Regions from separate parts of the Rattus norvegicus genome. Here region 1 is linked to region 2. Evidence: chromatin contacts called from public Hi-C data. All regions are on one chromosome and are shown on one strand. Each heading gives the region's core, a stretch centred on a gene start, on an enhancer-like site or on the middle of the called end of the contact. The rest is flanking DNA. Distances are from core to core; before and after follow the strand shown. Region 1 overlaps Dcbld1 (discoidin, CUB and LCCL domain containing 1). Region 2 holds the start of Dcbld1 (discoidin, CUB and LCCL domain containing 1).

Region 1 (2,700 bases), core at 8-2,507, 92 kb after region 2:
CAACCAATTGATAATGATGTAAACCGCCCACCTAGATGAGATAAATTTGCCTACAGAAATCCATCCCAGCTACCTTGGCAATTCAAGACCACCCAGACCTGGGTCATCTTTCTCCATCTCCATTTTGATTTTTCTTCCTTCTTTCCCACCTTACAAGAACTTTGTCCCTCCCTTATTTTTATTACTGTTTAATCATGGCCTTGACCTAACTGGTGCCAGCCCACACCTACATATGGACATCAACCTACAACCCCTAAACTGGGCATGGAGTTGCATGTCTGCCGTCCGTCAACCCTGGACACCAAAGACTTAGAGGCAAGAAGACCACAAGTTCAAGTCTAGTTGGGGTTGTGTCTATAAGTAAACATTTTCCCTCTAACAGAATCAGTTCAGTCTCTGAGGTCTTATGGCCCTTGGCGGCTTCCTGAAGCAGTATTATGGTGCAAAAAAAGTGCAAAAAAAAAAAAATTTTAAAAAAGAAAAAAAAGACCCAAGTGCAGTATCTGATTTCATTTCATGTCTCATGAACCTGAGATGCATTAGTCACCGACGGAGATGGAGTGGAAGGGAAAGCCCACCCTGTGGCGACTGGCTACCTCGCTCTCCTGTCAGCTAGTGCACTAATGATGTTCGCTTGGTTTTAGATTATCAGCAGCCTCTCATGATTGGCACAGGAACAGTCACGAGAAAGGGCTCTACCTTCCGGCCCATGGACACAGACACGGAGGAGGCCAGAGTGAACACTGAGGCCAGCAGCCACTATGATTGTCCTCACCGCCCTGGCCGCCATGAGTACGCACTGCCCTTGACTCACTCAGAACCTGAGTATGCCACACCTATCGTGGAGAGGCACCTGCTGCGAGCTCACACCTTCTCCACACAGAGCGGATACCGAGTCCCCGGGCCCAGGCTCACTCACAAACACTCCCTTTCCTCTGGAGGCTTTCCTCCCGCTGCAGGAGCCACCCAGATTGAAAGCTATCAGAGGCCAGCAAGCCCCAAGCCTGTGGGTGGCGGCTATGACAAACCGGCTGCTGCCAGCAGCTTCTTGGACAGCGGAGACCCCGCCTCTCAATCACAGATGACTTCCGGGGGGAACGATGGTTATTCAGCACCCCGAAACGGTCTCGCGCCCCTCAACCAGATGGCGGTGACTGCCCTTTTGTGAACCCAATGTGAAAGAAACCTGCTGTGGTACTGAGCGCGCACCGCTGCGAGTCCCTGGAAGAAATGTCCCAGCGCGCATGTGTGACTCTTCAGGATCCTAGAGGCGACCTCACTTACTGTTTACAGAACTGTGCGGCTGGTTTTGTTCCGATCTCTCCAGCAGAGCCGGTTGGTTTCTGCTGGGCTAGAACAAGGAGACTTTTCTCATTCGTCTAACTGTGATGCTGTGCTATAAAATGTGCAATCTGTACAGTTATATTTAACACGGATTAACCTAACGAAGTTTGTGGTGTTTGTTTTCTACACGGGGCTTCAAGGGGGAACGCGGGATTTGAATAGATGGAGCCCGCCCGTGTTCATGCTTCTCGGTGCGTTTGGTTATCTGACGCTAAGCAGCAGGTCTGTTTAAAACCTTCGTGGGTTGTGGCGGCTCGTTTCCTTTTTGATAAAGTGAAAGCATTTTTACCCTTCTTTCTCCGGGAAGAAATGAAATTACTTGAAAACACATAAAGCACACTGGGGTGGGGGACGGCCAGCAATGGTGGCCCACGTACGCAAGCAAGAATACCACTTCGGCAGCTGCAGCCTGGTTTCTTAGACTTTCCTTGAGAGGAGTAGGGAAGCCTAGTGTCCTGGGGCCTGTGTGGGTCCCGGCTGCACCCTTAGGGACCACATTCTCCAAGGAAAGGGCCTAGCCTACTGCGCATCTTCCCAAGCAAATATGCGTCCACACTGTCCACCCACGCCTTGTAATGAAGGAGCTTATAGCTCAAGGCAGGAATATCAAATATTTCTACACCTCAGATTATGAACACAGCTGAACCCAGAAGCCCTACTTCCTACAACTTTCTCCAGAAGCAACGCATGTGGACGACTCCCTCTCTCTGGAAAGCAAATGGCTCTTTGAAATGTGTTTGTGCCAGTGTCGAAGCAGAGCTCTTTTAGCGGAGAGCTAGTAACTGCCCTGGTGATGTAAAGTGCAGTTTTCCCCCTGAACATGTGTGTATTCATAGAGTAGCCCGGGTCTCAGCTGTACTTCATGTCTTGTGTTGTTTTTTTTTTTTTTCCAGAGTTTACTTCTCGAATGAACTGGGGGGTTAGAGGGGAGGGATTTAACCTCTTTCTGCCAAAGAGGAAAAAGTTATGTGTCTTGTTTATTTAAAAAAAAAAAAAACAAAAACATGGACCAAAAACAAAACAAAAAAGATTCTTTCCTTACAAATTGTATTATAATCCTATTTGTGTGATTGTCGTTTTCTGTGAATTCTGTGTTAACATAGGGTGCTGAAAGCTCGTGGCAGAGTATCTGCTGGTTGTAGTGGAGGTTAAACCATTTATGTTATGGAGTTTACCTGATTTTGTATGTATACTAATTGTAATAAACTATGAAAAATCAGAGAGCCCCTGAATTCTATTTGGCCCCAGCCTGCTGAGCTAGAGAGGCTCTCATCTTGTCACTGAAGTCCCATGATGCAACTTGCAAATTTTTTCCTTTTTTTTTTAAAGATTTATTTATTGTATATGAGTACACTG
Region 2 (2,840 bases), core at 185-2,684:
TCTCCTTTACACCCCAGATCTTTATATACACATTTATTAACTCTCCATGACAACCGGAGAGAGTTAACCTGAAGGCCAGTGAATCTGTTCCAGCCAGAGCTGAGCAAGCCTCAGTTTGTAAAGCTGGAATTCTTTCCTCTGGGGTTGCCGCAGAAGAAGGTGCAAAGTCCACGGGCCAAGTCACACTTTGAATTTCAAAAGTTAAAGTGTAAACCAGGCAGGAAGCGAGGGCCTGTATTCCCCTAACTCTGAGAGGTGGAGGAAGAACATTTCAGAAGTTCAAGGTCAGCTCCTGCTACTTACCAAACTCAAGAAAACCCCTCTCTACTCGGACAACAAACTTAGATCGACATCTGCCAGTTTAGGCTTGGAGTTGGGGAGTGGAGAAGATTCCAAAGATCGCTTGGCCTTGGAGGATCTGAACCTTTCTCAACCCCGTTGCACTTCTAGATATACTAATTCCCAGAGGCCACGGAGGTGGTGTGCGAGTTAGAGCTAAGGTTGTGTCCTCGCAGAGGAAGGTCTGGAGGTCTTAAAGGGGAAAGTCCTTAAAACTAGTATTAACCTTCCCTCTGTCCAGTTTTACGGCCAGGACTCCAACTGAATGACTCAGTAATAATCTTCAAACTCTTCCGCGGTCCATCCAGTCTCTCTCAAGACTTTCCCACCACCTCAAAGAGGCGCCTCAATTACTGCTCCGTCTGAAGTTTTCGGGACTTCTCTGAAGACACGTCAGCTTACATTTCTCTCACTGGCCCTACTTGGCACATCTGTTCCCACATCTGGCCAGGCACCCACCTGTCTACCGAGCTCCACCTACAACTGGCCTCTTCCCACCTTTTAATCCTCTGAACAACTCAGTTCTCTGCCTTTTACTCTCAGAGAGGGCATTGCCTTCTCACCATCCAATTAGATCTCTCCAAATGGGCTCCGAATACACTCTCTATGTTACAGAGTGCAAACTGTAGTGAGCGATTGTTTCTACGCTCTGCAAAAGCTGCGTGAATTTAAGCACCCAGCCACATGGAATGAATGAGACAACGGAATGAATGGAGAGAAAAAGAGATGAATGAATGGATGAATGAATGAACGACTGAGATTGAATGAATGAATGAGATTGAATGGACTCGAACTGTGTTTCAAGCCACTGCCATCATCCCATCAGATTTCGGGTGCCTTGCATCGCCTTGGCCCACCAGCTCTAGGGTGGAGCTGACATAGTGCCGGAGGGGCGGAGTCTGAGCCGCGGGGCTTCGGCGGGCCTGCGCGCCAGGTGAACTTTTGATTTTCATTTTCTCGTGAATCTGGGCAGGTGGCGCGGGGGCGGGGTGGGGTGGGGGACGAAACCGGGCGCCCCCCTTGGGAGACCCGTGGTACCACTGGTCACCCCGGGGAGGGGGCGGGGCGGGGCAGGGCGGGGAAAACACGCCCTCTCGCGGGCGCGGGCGGCCCACAGGGATCGGTGCCGTGTGCCCGCGCCGCGCCGGGCCGCGGAGGAGGCTGCCCCAAGCGGGCAGCGGCGGCGAAAGCCGGGCCGGGCGGCCGATCCTGCGGGTCTGGAGTCTGGCGGGGCCATGGGGACCGGGGCCGGTGGGCCGGGTGTCTTGGCGCTGCTGTTCGCCGTGTGCGCTCCGCTCCGTTTGCAGGCGGAGGAGCTGGGTGAGTGACCGCGGGACCCGGGGCTCCGGGAGGGCTGTGGGCCTCGGGGGAGCCTCCCGGGGGCCGGCGTTCTCCGCCAGACCCGGAATTGACTGAACTCAGCGGGTGCGTTCTGGATCGCGCCCCAATACTCCTTCCTTCCCCCCATAAACGAGCCCGGAAGCTTGGCGCCTGTTCCCCGGCTGCCTTCGCGGTGTCCTCGCCCGGCCACTTAGTTCCCAGACTTCTCGACCCTTCCCGGCGGGTGCTAGTGGCCTGGCCCTGCGTGCGCGCCCGGCGTTGCCCCGCCAGCTCCTGGTCTCTGCCTGCAAGTGAGGGTGCTTCTGCGGGCTGCCCCGGACCCGACTGCAGACGGGGCCCCCGCAGCCCCACGCGTGTCCGGTTGGAACCTTGCGGCTCAGGTCCCTCAAGGGTATTTGAGCGAGTCGACTGCGGCCCAGGCTGCTTTTCCTCGGTCACTGATCTTTGGCTTTCTCAGCGCTACCGAATTTACCGAATCCACCAGATTAAGGCAGGAAACTGGTTTCCCAGCCCTACATGGCTCTACTTCATTAATCTGCTTTCATTAGTTCTTGGGTTGGACGAGTCAGCTTTCTGTCGTCTTCCTTCCTTCCTTTCTTTCTTTCTTTCTTTCTTTCTTTCTTTCTTTCTTTCTTTCTTTCTTTCTTTCTGTTTTTGTTTCTCTCCTGCCTTTGCTCCTCTGTAACTGGGGTTAATTAATGGCAGTGAGTTTATGCGGAATACTTGAATACCGCCCCCGCTATGCTTTCTGGGGGAACAGAAATCGAAGCTAAACTCATAGCTGGAATTGTTTTCATTGGATAATGTATTCATTCACCCAAACATTCAGCATGTTGATAGCATTAAAAACATAAAAGAAAAATGTAAAGTTATTTTGTTTAGAGTTACTGTAACACAGTCTAATGTATGTTAGTTAGATTTGCACTATGTAAAGTTTTATGGCTGCTTTATAAAGGTGCTGTTTTGTTTGGGTTTCGGTGGTGCTGGGGGGGTCCTTGCAAGACCTTCCAACAATCGAACTATATATTCCAGCCACAGAGTGTTTGAATCATTGAAGACACTTTCTCAAGTCCATGTTTGAAAATGTAACATTTTACATTTATTTGGTGTGTGTTTTGAAGGAGATATGGTTTTAATTATGTGTATTTGTGTCTGGGTTG

What was found. Hi-C and Micro-C count contacts between places; a contact is called where the count stands out from the background.
Region 1: a contact with region 2 is called in a Hi-C map of Schwann cells, with 3 times the contacts expected there. The contact joins the enhancer-like site here to the promoter of Dcbld1 in region 2. A contact is called at or near these places in 4 of 12 Hi-C or Micro-C datasets (the Rat2 cell line, Schwann cells, liver and 1 more).

The regions. Positions count from the first base shown.
Region 1 is chr20:32,251,829-32,254,528 of GRCr8, forward strand. Dcbld1 (discoidin, CUB and LCCL domain containing 1) reads left to right here. Exons shown (of 11, transcript XM_228172.11): 11 at 645-2,563. The coding sequence ends at 1,168. Among named protein-coding and RNA genes, the nearest start is that of Gopc, 66 kb to the right of the region's middle. Within about 2 kb of position 1,258, at least 37 of the 93 cell types and tissues checked have an H3K27ac peak or open chromatin away from gene starts, as enhancers often do. A contact at or near this core is called in Schwann cells, where this site is marked.
Region 2 is chr20:32,159,807-32,162,646 of GRCr8, forward strand. It overlaps Dcbld1 (discoidin, CUB and LCCL domain containing 1), which reads left to right and starts at 1,435. Exons shown (of 11, transcript XM_228172.11): 1 at 1,435-1,659. The coding sequence starts at 1,575.